Linked DNA regions of Sus scrofa: regions 1 and 2 are each linked to region 3. A link is a contact called in public HiChIP or PLAC-seq data. All regions are on one chromosome and are shown on one strand. Each heading gives the region's core, a stretch centred on a gene start, on an enhancer-like site or on the middle of the called end of the contact. The rest is flanking DNA. Distances are from core to core; before and after follow the strand shown. Region 1 overlaps LOC102159394 (a long non-coding RNA gene). Region 2 overlaps LOC102159394 (a long non-coding RNA gene). Region 3 overlaps MEF2C (myocyte enhancer factor 2C).

Region 1 (2,917 bases), core at 254-2,753, 140 kb before region 3:
TCACTTTAAAATCCAGACATGCAGGGGTTCCCATCGTGGCTCAGTGGTTAACGAATCCGACTAGGAACCATGAGGTTGCAGGTTCAATCCCTGGCCTTGCTCAGTGGGTTAAGGATCCCGCGTTGCCGTGAGCTGTGGTGTAGGTCACAGACGCAGCTTGGATCTAGCGTTGCTGTGGCCGCTGGCAACGGCTCCAATTAGACCCCTAGCCTGGGAACTTCCATATGCCTGCGGGTGCGGCCCAAGAAAAGACAAAAAGACAAAAAAAAAAAAAATCCAGACATGCAAATGAATTTTTTTAAAAAAAAAGAAAGAGAGGGGAGCTTAAAACATTAATATAGGATAGGGGAGGAAATTATGGGCAGAGTTTCCCTGCAAGGAATTAGTCTAAAATCACCTCCAACAGCTCCATGATACCATTTAGCAGCTAAATTATATATCTAAATTTACAAATAAATTTCTATTACATTTAGTCCAAATCAACATTAGTCATTAATCAGCAAACCATTTAACAATATGAAATAACAGTATGCAAATCAATTGCAAGCAAAATAATCAGTAAATAATATCCATTTCTAACAACTGGGAAAGACAGAGGTGTCAAAGCAAAATATGAAAAATTACAAGACTTTCAAATAAATTCAGTCACTTCTCTGCATCTCAAAGGGGTGTTAGTGAAGGTCAATGACTTGTCCCTCATCTGCCTTTGAAGGATCATGAATGCTTTCTCCTTAGCGTTGAAGACTGACTGCTGTCCAAAGAACACCAGAGCAGAAGTAGGCAGCTTGGCTGTAGTCTCCTTTTCACTGCTTAGTAATTTTATAACTGGAAACAAGTCATGCAACCTCTGTGAGGCTCCTGAATGGATGAGACTCTTTACTGGGCTGTGTGTAAATCATAGAAAAGGAAGTTTTCGTTACCCAGTAGAAGGAGTTTCCTCTGCCGCCTTTGAAATCCCAAGAGGACTCTGGGCCATATTGGTGGGTTCCTGTCTGCAAAGGCATACCCTGCCTCTCCCTACTGCTCTAAGTAGACTATCACATCAGCATTTCGAATAATTAAAACACCAATATTAACCTATGAAATTAGAGAGCAAAACAAAATCACTTTGTAATACACTACAGACCAGCTGGCCATATTTTTCCCACTTGGGCACCCTGGTTACAAAACAAGAAAGCTCTTACCCTCAAAATGATATTACCACACATAGCTTTGAACTTTTCAGTGCTCTATAAGCCTAAGCTGACACAAAGGACTTCATGGTTATTTAATGTTTTTGGTTTTATAAAATAGGAGAAAAATTTTTAATGAAAAAAACCTTCACTACACTCACTGCTGTGAGCCAGCACGTGAATATATTTGTTCATGTCAAAGAAACACTGGAACAAGAATTGGGCACAGCAGAGAACCCCTAATGTGAGGTGTTAAAAATATCTGGATCCAAGAGAGGTTAGTGGCAGCAGCTGGGTATGGAGAGAGGTTAAAGGCTGGGAATGTGGATCACCGTGTTGCCTGGGATGCCAGTGTTGTGAAGGCCCCTCGTGACTGCTCAGCAGATAGAGGTAATTGCAAGGTCATAAGGAACACTGGTATTGACTGAAAGACTCTTTCATGAAAAGCCACATATCCTAAGTGATCAAGAACAATGCTAGTCCTGGCTGCAGGGCTCCTAGGCTCACCGCAGCCAGCAATCACTGAGTGCACGTGTTTGTGGGCCAACTGTCACTAAGGTAGAGGTTCCTGGATCCAGAGCCTATTTTACAGGCTGGGATTCTGAGATCCAAGGAGCATATTCCACCCAAGAAAAAATAAGCACTACTCCTTAGAGAAGTGAAGATGAAGAAGTGTACAGAAATTTAAGAGAATTGGGTCCCTACATTATCACTTTTCCAACTACAATGGGCAGAATACATGTGGTATGTCTTAAAATATGAACCAAGACCAGCAATGGAAAAATTCGTGCCATTCTGAACTCTCATTCTTACTGTTTGGAAAGGCATTCACTAACTTACAAGTTCCACAAAGCTTGTTGAGTTGGGAGAACAGGAATGAATAATGGAGAAAAGGTAGAGTTACAGAATTAGGACTTTGCAGATTTTGTGCTTACCCCTGCACTAAGGCAGTGGCTTGCAAACAAAACATACATAAGAAACAACAGAGAAGCTAGTTAAAATGCAGATTCCTGCAATTGTGGCTCAATGGCCCTGAGGCGAGGCCCAGGAATCTGAATCTGAGGCACTCTGATGAAGTGTTCCCTGTGCTGGATTGTTCCATCCTCACTAGAGCTTTCTCTTCTTTTAGAGGGTCAGTTCTCCTGCTCCTGCTAGTAGCAGACAACCAGCACTTAGGGATCTAAGGTCCTGAAAAATCAAAGTGAACATATGGATACATATGGATGTTCTATGTCCACTGTTATTTACTTTCTGATAAAATCATGCTTAGGTAGTTCATTTATTTTAATTAATTTTATGTGGATTGGCAAATGATAAGACTCACCCAGTACTAGTGACAAGCCAAAAATCATTGTCAAGCTCTACTTGAGTTTCAAGCACTAAATAGTATAGCTTGAAATATGAAAAATGGCTTGAATGACTCTTTGGGAAAGTCATGAAAAAGGAGCACAGACAAGTGTTTATTATGAGAAGTATGTATGCATGCACATTCACGTTTTAGAATACTTAATTAATCATCACTGACCTAAGGAGTTTAAAGGTTGCAGCTTAGGGATAATGTAAGGGAAACCACAGGCTTTTATTCTCCAGTGTGAGTCACTTTGTGGCTATAGACTTCATAAACTACAATCTCACAGCTATGTAAGGGTGAGGTGAGAATGTGTGGATGGAAGAACACAAATCCTTTGCAAATAGAAGATCAAAAAGATAAGCACACGCTTTATTCTCTGTGAGTTAATCATCAT
Region 2 (3,379 bases), core at 477-2,976, 170 kb before region 3:
AAGCAACTGTTCCAAAGAATGTGGCTTAAGATTTTCAAAGACCAGTCAGACAGTTAAAGCATGCAGCTGTACTAGAAGGTGACCAAGAATAAGAATAGATGAATCAAATAACAAATGCATTACAAGACAGGTTTGAATTGCCAGGACTAAGTTAAGTTTTTTGTAGTTTTACCTGAAGAGCATTCATATTTCAAAAGAAACTAAATTAAAATAATATAAACAAACGGAATAAATTTCAAAAATGAGCAGCGGTAAATAAAATGGTAAATAAATCCTGTCCCAAGTCAGAAGTTATCCTGACAATGGGAAATACCTAAATCCTATATGTTCTTTTGAGGATAACACATATGATAATTTTAAATCACACTAAAATTCAACTACAAAATTCTCCCAGAATAAATTAGCTTCCAAAAATCAAACATTTTCAGAGAGCCTATAAAAAAAAGATAAGTGTGAAGTGTAGGCCTTCTGTGGAATCACCAAAATCTCTCAGCTCTTTATTCTTCTTTCTAAAAAGTTTCCCTGCCGAAATATAATTTAGAGAACATGAAGAAAATAAATGTAAGATGAGCCAAAAAAAAGTATGAGGCCTGAAACTACAATGACAATTTAGGGAATATAAATGTTATTAAACTTCAACTCATTTCTTCCTGGTGAATGCAACCCATCATCTTCAAAGGAAATAGGGCTTGACCAATGCCGTTGTGAATTACTTATACAAATTAAATATGCCACTTCTACTGAAAACTTTAGGTCAGCAGCAGATGTTGGTAAATTCCTACAGAAATGCATGCCCAGAGAACGTTTTTTTTTTTCTTTTTTTTTTAAATGGCAGAAATCTGCTAGCTATTCCTGCCTTATCTGCAACAGCTGAGCAATCTTTCAGTGCCACGCGGAGACGGAAAACTTGGCTCAGATATAGCGTGGACAAGCTTGCCTTAATCACATTGCTCTTTTACATGTGCACAAGGACATCAACATTGACAGTACAGAGTAAAGCAGCCATTTGCTGAAAACAACTGTCAACGTTGTCAAGTTTTTGGAACCTCTTATAATGTGATTTGTATGACAAATCTTGTGGCATTTTGTTTGTCAGCAACAGTAGTGAATTTCCATGTATCTGGGAAGGCAGGAGAACTGTTCAGAAGTGGATTCGGTTTCTTTACACAGACTGCGTTAAAGGAAAACAGTTATTAATTTTTAAATGACAGATTTCAAATAGATCCAGAATTTTAAAAGTGGAATTTCGTTAAAAAAAAAAAAAAAAAAAACACAAGTCGATTTCCCCCCTTCCACTCAAACCTTGAAAAACTGCAATAGTAGTTCAATTTTCTTTTGTTGCACTCCAGGTTTTGAAAACTGTTACTGTAAAAATATTAATATTTTCTGAGACTGGGATCTGTGGCAATAATTACTAGGGTGTGCTTGAAGTGACAACAGTGAGTTCAGTCCTCTCCTCCAAAGAATTAGGTGCGCACTGCCATGCAGCTCTTGAAAACGGATGTAGCAAGTTACAGCTAACCTAGCACACACACCGGTGTTATTCAACAATGTGCCTATTAAGAGACGATTACAGAGATCTTATGGTTCATTAGTTTCTCAACATTTCCTTCACTCCTACTCTGAGCTGTGTTTTTCATACCGCTCTTCCTTAATGTGCTTCACACGTTTGTCCTCGGCCAAGGTCTTCCCCCGTGTGGGTGGAATCCGCTTGGACAGGCCGCATGACAGACAGCACAGCCTCCCTTCCTGCACCTGCTCTGAAATGCCCTTGGGTGTGTGAGATCAGTGTAGCCACCCAGACAGGAAAATCTCAGGTTCTGCCCATTTGCACGACTTAACAGTTCCGTCAGAACAGATCTAATGAGGGAATCTTTTCTGGGCTTCCTCTCATGTGGATCTGGTTAGAAAAGTCCAGAAAAGACATCCTCTCACCCTGTTATGATCCTTTTCCCCCCTCCTCAAAAGATGCTGAACATATTGCCTAGAACCATCTTCATAAATATTAGCTATTCAATAGCTTTTTTAATTGAATTGAATTGAAATGAACAAAACAGAGACAGTTAAAGAAAGAATGCTTCAAATTCCATGATACCCAGTTCTCCCTCCTGTTTTCCTTCCCTTTATTTTTCTGGAAAAGTACTGGATGAGGTGCCTAGAGCAGCAATAGAAATATAACACAAGCCATAAATGCAAGTCACATAGGTAATTTTAAATTTTCCAGTACCCATATTAAAAAGTAAGTAGAGGAGTTCCCTTGTGGTGCAATGAGTTAAAGACCTGGCAATCACTGCAGAGGCCTAGGTTGACACTGTGGTATGGATTCAATTCATGGCCCAGGAACTTCCACATGGCATAGGCAAGCCAAACAAACAAACAAACAAACAAAAAAACCAAAAAAGAAAAAGTAAATGGAAACAGATGAAATAATCTTAATAAATTTATATTTAACCCAGTACATCCATAATGTTCTGTAAAATATTTCTGTTTTAACTCACAACATAGAAAACAAACATACAGTTACCAAAGGAGAAAGGTGCATGGGGGGGAAATAAATTATGTTTGGGATTAATATACACACAATACTATATATAAAATAATCAACAGGGAACTACTGGAGAGCACAAGGAAATCTATTCAATATTATATAAAAATTTATATGGTAGGAGTTCCCATCGTGGCTCAGTGGTTAACGAATCCAACTAGGAACCATGAGGTTGCGGGTTCAATCCCTGGCCTTGCTCAGAGGGTTAAGGATCTGGCATTGCCATGAGCTGTGGTGTAGGTTTGCTATTTCCTCTTTCATTCCCCAGATATCCCTCACTCTTTCCTTTTTCCTTTATTTTTTTTATTTTTTTTATTTTTTTTGCTGGTTGCTAGTTAAAAATCTTACAGGGAAAGGCTCAATGTGTTCTATGGTTTAAAAAACTACTCTGAAATGCTTAAGGTATCAGTCTTTTCCCACCCAATAGCAGTTTATCTTCATGTAATCCTACACTTGGGATAATATCAACAGCTTCCTTTTCTGAATGGCCACTATTTCTAAAAGACACATTCCATGGGTCTGGTACCCTTCTTCCACCTTCTAGCTGGGCTTTGATACTTCCAGACTAGAGCTTAGCTGAGTGTCAAAGATAATAATGTAGAGGTAAAAAGGCAGGACCTCTGTACCAAAATTTATTTTAAACATCTAGTTTATCCTCTATTTATAAAAACAGTTAAAATTGAAAGTTACACATGTGGTTGAAATTCAATTACTTTTTTTTAGTCCAACTTAAAGGTGTTCACAGGAAAACGGGGATCTAGAGTGGAAAATGAGGAGTTTTATGAAAGCAACCACCCTTTCTAGTTCAAGTGTCTTTTCATCTTTAAGTTTTCC
Region 3 (3,323 bases), core at 715-3,214:
TTAAAACTACAAGTGAATTAAGCATAATCAATGGCACTAGCTCCCTATTTTATCTAGCTTTTAAAAGTTAGGTATATTGCCTTTGGAATGGATTAGCAATGAGATTCTGCTGTGTAGCCCTGGAAACTATGTCTGGTCACTTATGATGAAGCATGATAATGTGAGAAAAAAGAACGTATACATGTATGTGTAACTAGTCACCATGCTGTACAGTAGAAAATTGACAGAACACTGTAAACCAGCTATAATGGGGGAAAAAATCATTATATAAAAAATAAATAAATAAATAAATAAATAAATAAAAGTTAGGTAGAGTCAAATGAATGAGTAAACTGAAGATACTGTTTTGCTGGACATTTAATCAAAGTGCCTATTTTTTTCCTTCAAAAAAATACTCTATGGAAAGTTCCTGTTGTGGCTCAGTGGTAATGAATCAGACTAGTAACCATGAGGATGTGGGTTTGATCCCTGGCCTCGCTCAGTGGGTTAAGGATCTGGCATGGCCATGAGCTATGTAGGTTGCAGAAGCGGCTCAGATCCTATGTTGCTGTGGGTGTGGCGTAGGCCAGCAGCTGTAGCTCTGGTTGGACCCCTAGCCTAGGAACTTCCGTTTACCACAGGTGTGGAACTACAAAGACAAAACAAAACAAAACAAAATACTCCATGGTTTGTAGCCTGAAAATTACAGAACCAGATCAAAGCTAGACCATTGTATCTTGGATTCAAGTTTTTGCCAAACACTACAGCTAGAAAGGATGGGGGGCTGATAATTGGGTCACAAAGACCGAAACAATGTAGATGAGAAAAATAATTTAGATGTTATGATATTTTTCCACTATCTCAGTGCATCCATTTACCTGCTCATATGAGAACAACCAGTAGTGCTGATGAAAGTATTAAAAGTACTTAAAAAAATAGGGGCTGGGGGAAATGGGTTACTCATATTTGATAAAAGTGGCCTGCTTAATAGCTAGAACACTTTAGAATTCTGTATTGAAAATAAGTGTTGTTGTTCAATTATGCTGTCATTTTCAATTCCCTGACAGTCTGCTAAGTTAAATGGCCCTCTGGGGACAGAGAAGACACACAATCTTCTAAGCATAAAAGTTAGCCATACGTAGGCAATAGCGTCATTGAACTAAAAAAATATCTTATAAGCTCCTTCAGGACCTTTGCCATAGGCACGAGAAATCTTCTGCTTCAAAAATAGAAATAAATCAAAACAAAGACACTCAAGGGCTCCACTCAGGTGATGATAAACATTATATCTTGATGATTGTATCCTATAGCCATCCACATGTAATTTTCACAGTTTTCCATATAGTTATGAAAGAGTTACTTCTCCACTTTTTAAAAATAGAGGAAGAAGCCCTTTCTAACTCTGGTCCCACAGAACACCTGTTGCAGATGCCACTGAGTCTTGAGCTTAGCTGTCTCGTCCTGCTCACAGGCTCGGCCGTCTTCCCCTTCTTTCTCATGCCAGCCAGTATCATATGTCAAAGACGAATGCATCAGTGCTGAAGTCAGAGAATCACATAACACCAGGGGAAACAAGGCCAGTCAGAGTGTCTCTACACTTTCAAAAAATAAAACTAAAGCAAAATGGCCAAAAGATACCCTCAAAATTTTGAATATTGTCATTGAAATTCAAGGTCTCAGATAGAAACTCTGAGGTCAGGTGGCAAGACTCTGCGTTTAAGTTCCATACTTTTCAGTCTATAATTTTTTTCAAAATCTAGTCATCTTGTAAAAACAGTATAGTCTCATGAGGAAAGGAAGTACATTTGAAATGTATTATGTTCTTATAACTACCAAGAGACCATCTGAACATAAAGTATAGAAACTTTTCCATCCAGTCTTTCCATCATCCAGTAAGTCACCAAGTCTTTGCCTCCAAGGTGCTTCTTAACCCTACCCCCTTCTTCCCGTTCTTATCCTACTGTCCTGGCTCAGGCTCATGGCAACACTCCAGAACTATTTCCAGAGATCCCTAATTCATCTCCCAGCTTGACACTGCATCCCACTGCAGCCTTCCTATGACTCCTTAGTCTTTCTCAAAACCTCAAACCAGTTGTAGGTCATCATTCAGATGCATAACATCCAGCAACGGTTTCCCAGCTCTTTCGGTATTAACCATGAGCCTCTTATCTCTGGCCATCCCTGCTCTCTTAAACTCCTTCTTACCTTCTGCCACTGCCATCAAGAACCCTTGCACTCCAAGTCTAATAATAGCAAATATTTAAATTGCTCTTACAATGAAATTTACAAAAAAATAACTCATTCATTTGCGTAACAGCTCTTAAAAGTAGATGTTCATATTATGCCCTTTCCATACTTGAGGGAACTGAGGCACAGAGAGTTTAAGTAATGGCCCAAAGTCGAACCCAGGCTGTCTGCCTCCAGAGTGGATGCTGCCACTTTCCAAACGGTGTCAAGGCTGCTTGCCTTTGTGTATGCATTCCTGGCACTCTCCTGCTTCATGTTATTGAGCTCTCCCTTGTCATCACTCAGAATTTGTTCAACGATTCAGAATTTCCTGACTCTTTTAGAAGGAACTATGCACCTCTCCTTGATTCTCTCATGCAGCCTGTCCCCACATTATTTATCTCATTTCATTTTAAGTGGACTATCTAGGCACACGTCTCTCTCCTGTACACTCATCCTTCGGTGGGCAAACTTAGTCTTATTCAGTTTGTATTCCCAGCTCAAAATATAAGAGAGAGAATGCAGTAGATATTCAGTAAATTTTGGTTAACTGAGTTAAGGAAAAATCGATCTTCTACACATCAACTTTTAATACTGTTGATGTAAAAAAAGAATACTGCAAAGAAATAATGTAATTTTAAATTGAAAAAGATATACCCTTGACCTGTAATTCATTAAAAAAAATGTATTCTGATGCTGTGTACAAAGAACTGCTAATTAATTATTTGATTAAATGGCCGAGCACTATTGACCAATAAAGTCTTATTAACTTCTCTAACATATTTAATGGAAAACCTGAAGAACTGATATATAGCAGTAAATGAATTGCAGGTTGGTACCTCAGACCATCACAAATTCCTTAAAATAATGGACCTCTTATCACTTAAGTTGAAGTAATTTCAAAGATGAAAGCAAGTGGTAGTAAAGAAGAAAACAGGATGGGGTTGTACTCTTGGTATAGGGAAATACAGCAAGTCATTATAATACATTAGTAATAGTGACATTTGTAGATTTCAGTTGACAGTCATTCATCCACTATTTAATCCTTTCCTTTCAACAGCCAAAATGAAAAGTCACTGCGTTTAAAATTACATTTTGTCATATCTCCGTACATTAAA

What was found. HiChIP or PLAC-seq counts read pairs in DNA pulled down with a chosen protein or histone mark.
Region 1: a contact with region 3 is called in an H3K27ac HiChIP or PLAC-seq map of skeletal muscle. The contact joins two enhancer-like sites. A contact is called at or near these places in 1 of 5 promoter capture datasets (fetal liver), 2 of 47 Hi-C or Micro-C datasets (heart right ventricle and skeletal muscle) and 1 of 2 datasets of contacts at active chromatin or transcription factors (skeletal muscle).
Region 2: a contact with region 3 is called in an H3K27ac HiChIP or PLAC-seq map of skeletal muscle. The contact joins two enhancer-like sites.

The regions. Positions count from the first base shown.
Region 1 is chr2:96,289,832-96,292,748 of Sscrofa11.1, reverse strand. The region is part of intron 1 of LOC102159394 (a long non-coding RNA gene); the gene reads right to left. It also overlaps a transcript of MEF2C not described here. Among named protein-coding and RNA genes, the nearest start is that of MEF2C, 74 kb to the right of the region's middle. Within about 2 kb of position 1,503, at least 2 of the 83 cell types and tissues checked have an H3K27ac peak or open chromatin away from gene starts, as enhancers often do. A contact at or near this core is called in skeletal muscle, where this site is marked.
Region 2 is chr2:96,319,303-96,322,681 of Sscrofa11.1, reverse strand. The region is part of intron 3 of LOC102159394 (a long non-coding RNA gene); the gene reads right to left. Among named protein-coding and RNA genes, the nearest start is that of MEF2C, 100 kb to the right of the region's middle. Within about 2 kb of position 1,726, at least 2 of the 83 cell types and tissues checked have an H3K27ac peak or open chromatin away from gene starts, as enhancers often do. A contact at or near this core is called in skeletal muscle, where this site is marked.
Region 3 is chr2:96,148,457-96,151,779 of Sscrofa11.1, reverse strand. All of the region lies in intron 5 of MEF2C (myocyte enhancer factor 2C), which reads left to right. Among named protein-coding and RNA genes, the nearest start is that of MEF2C, 67 kb to the left of the region's middle. Within about 2 kb of position 1,964, at least 2 of the 83 cell types and tissues checked have an H3K27ac peak or open chromatin away from gene starts, as enhancers often do. A contact at or near this core is called in skeletal muscle, where this site is marked.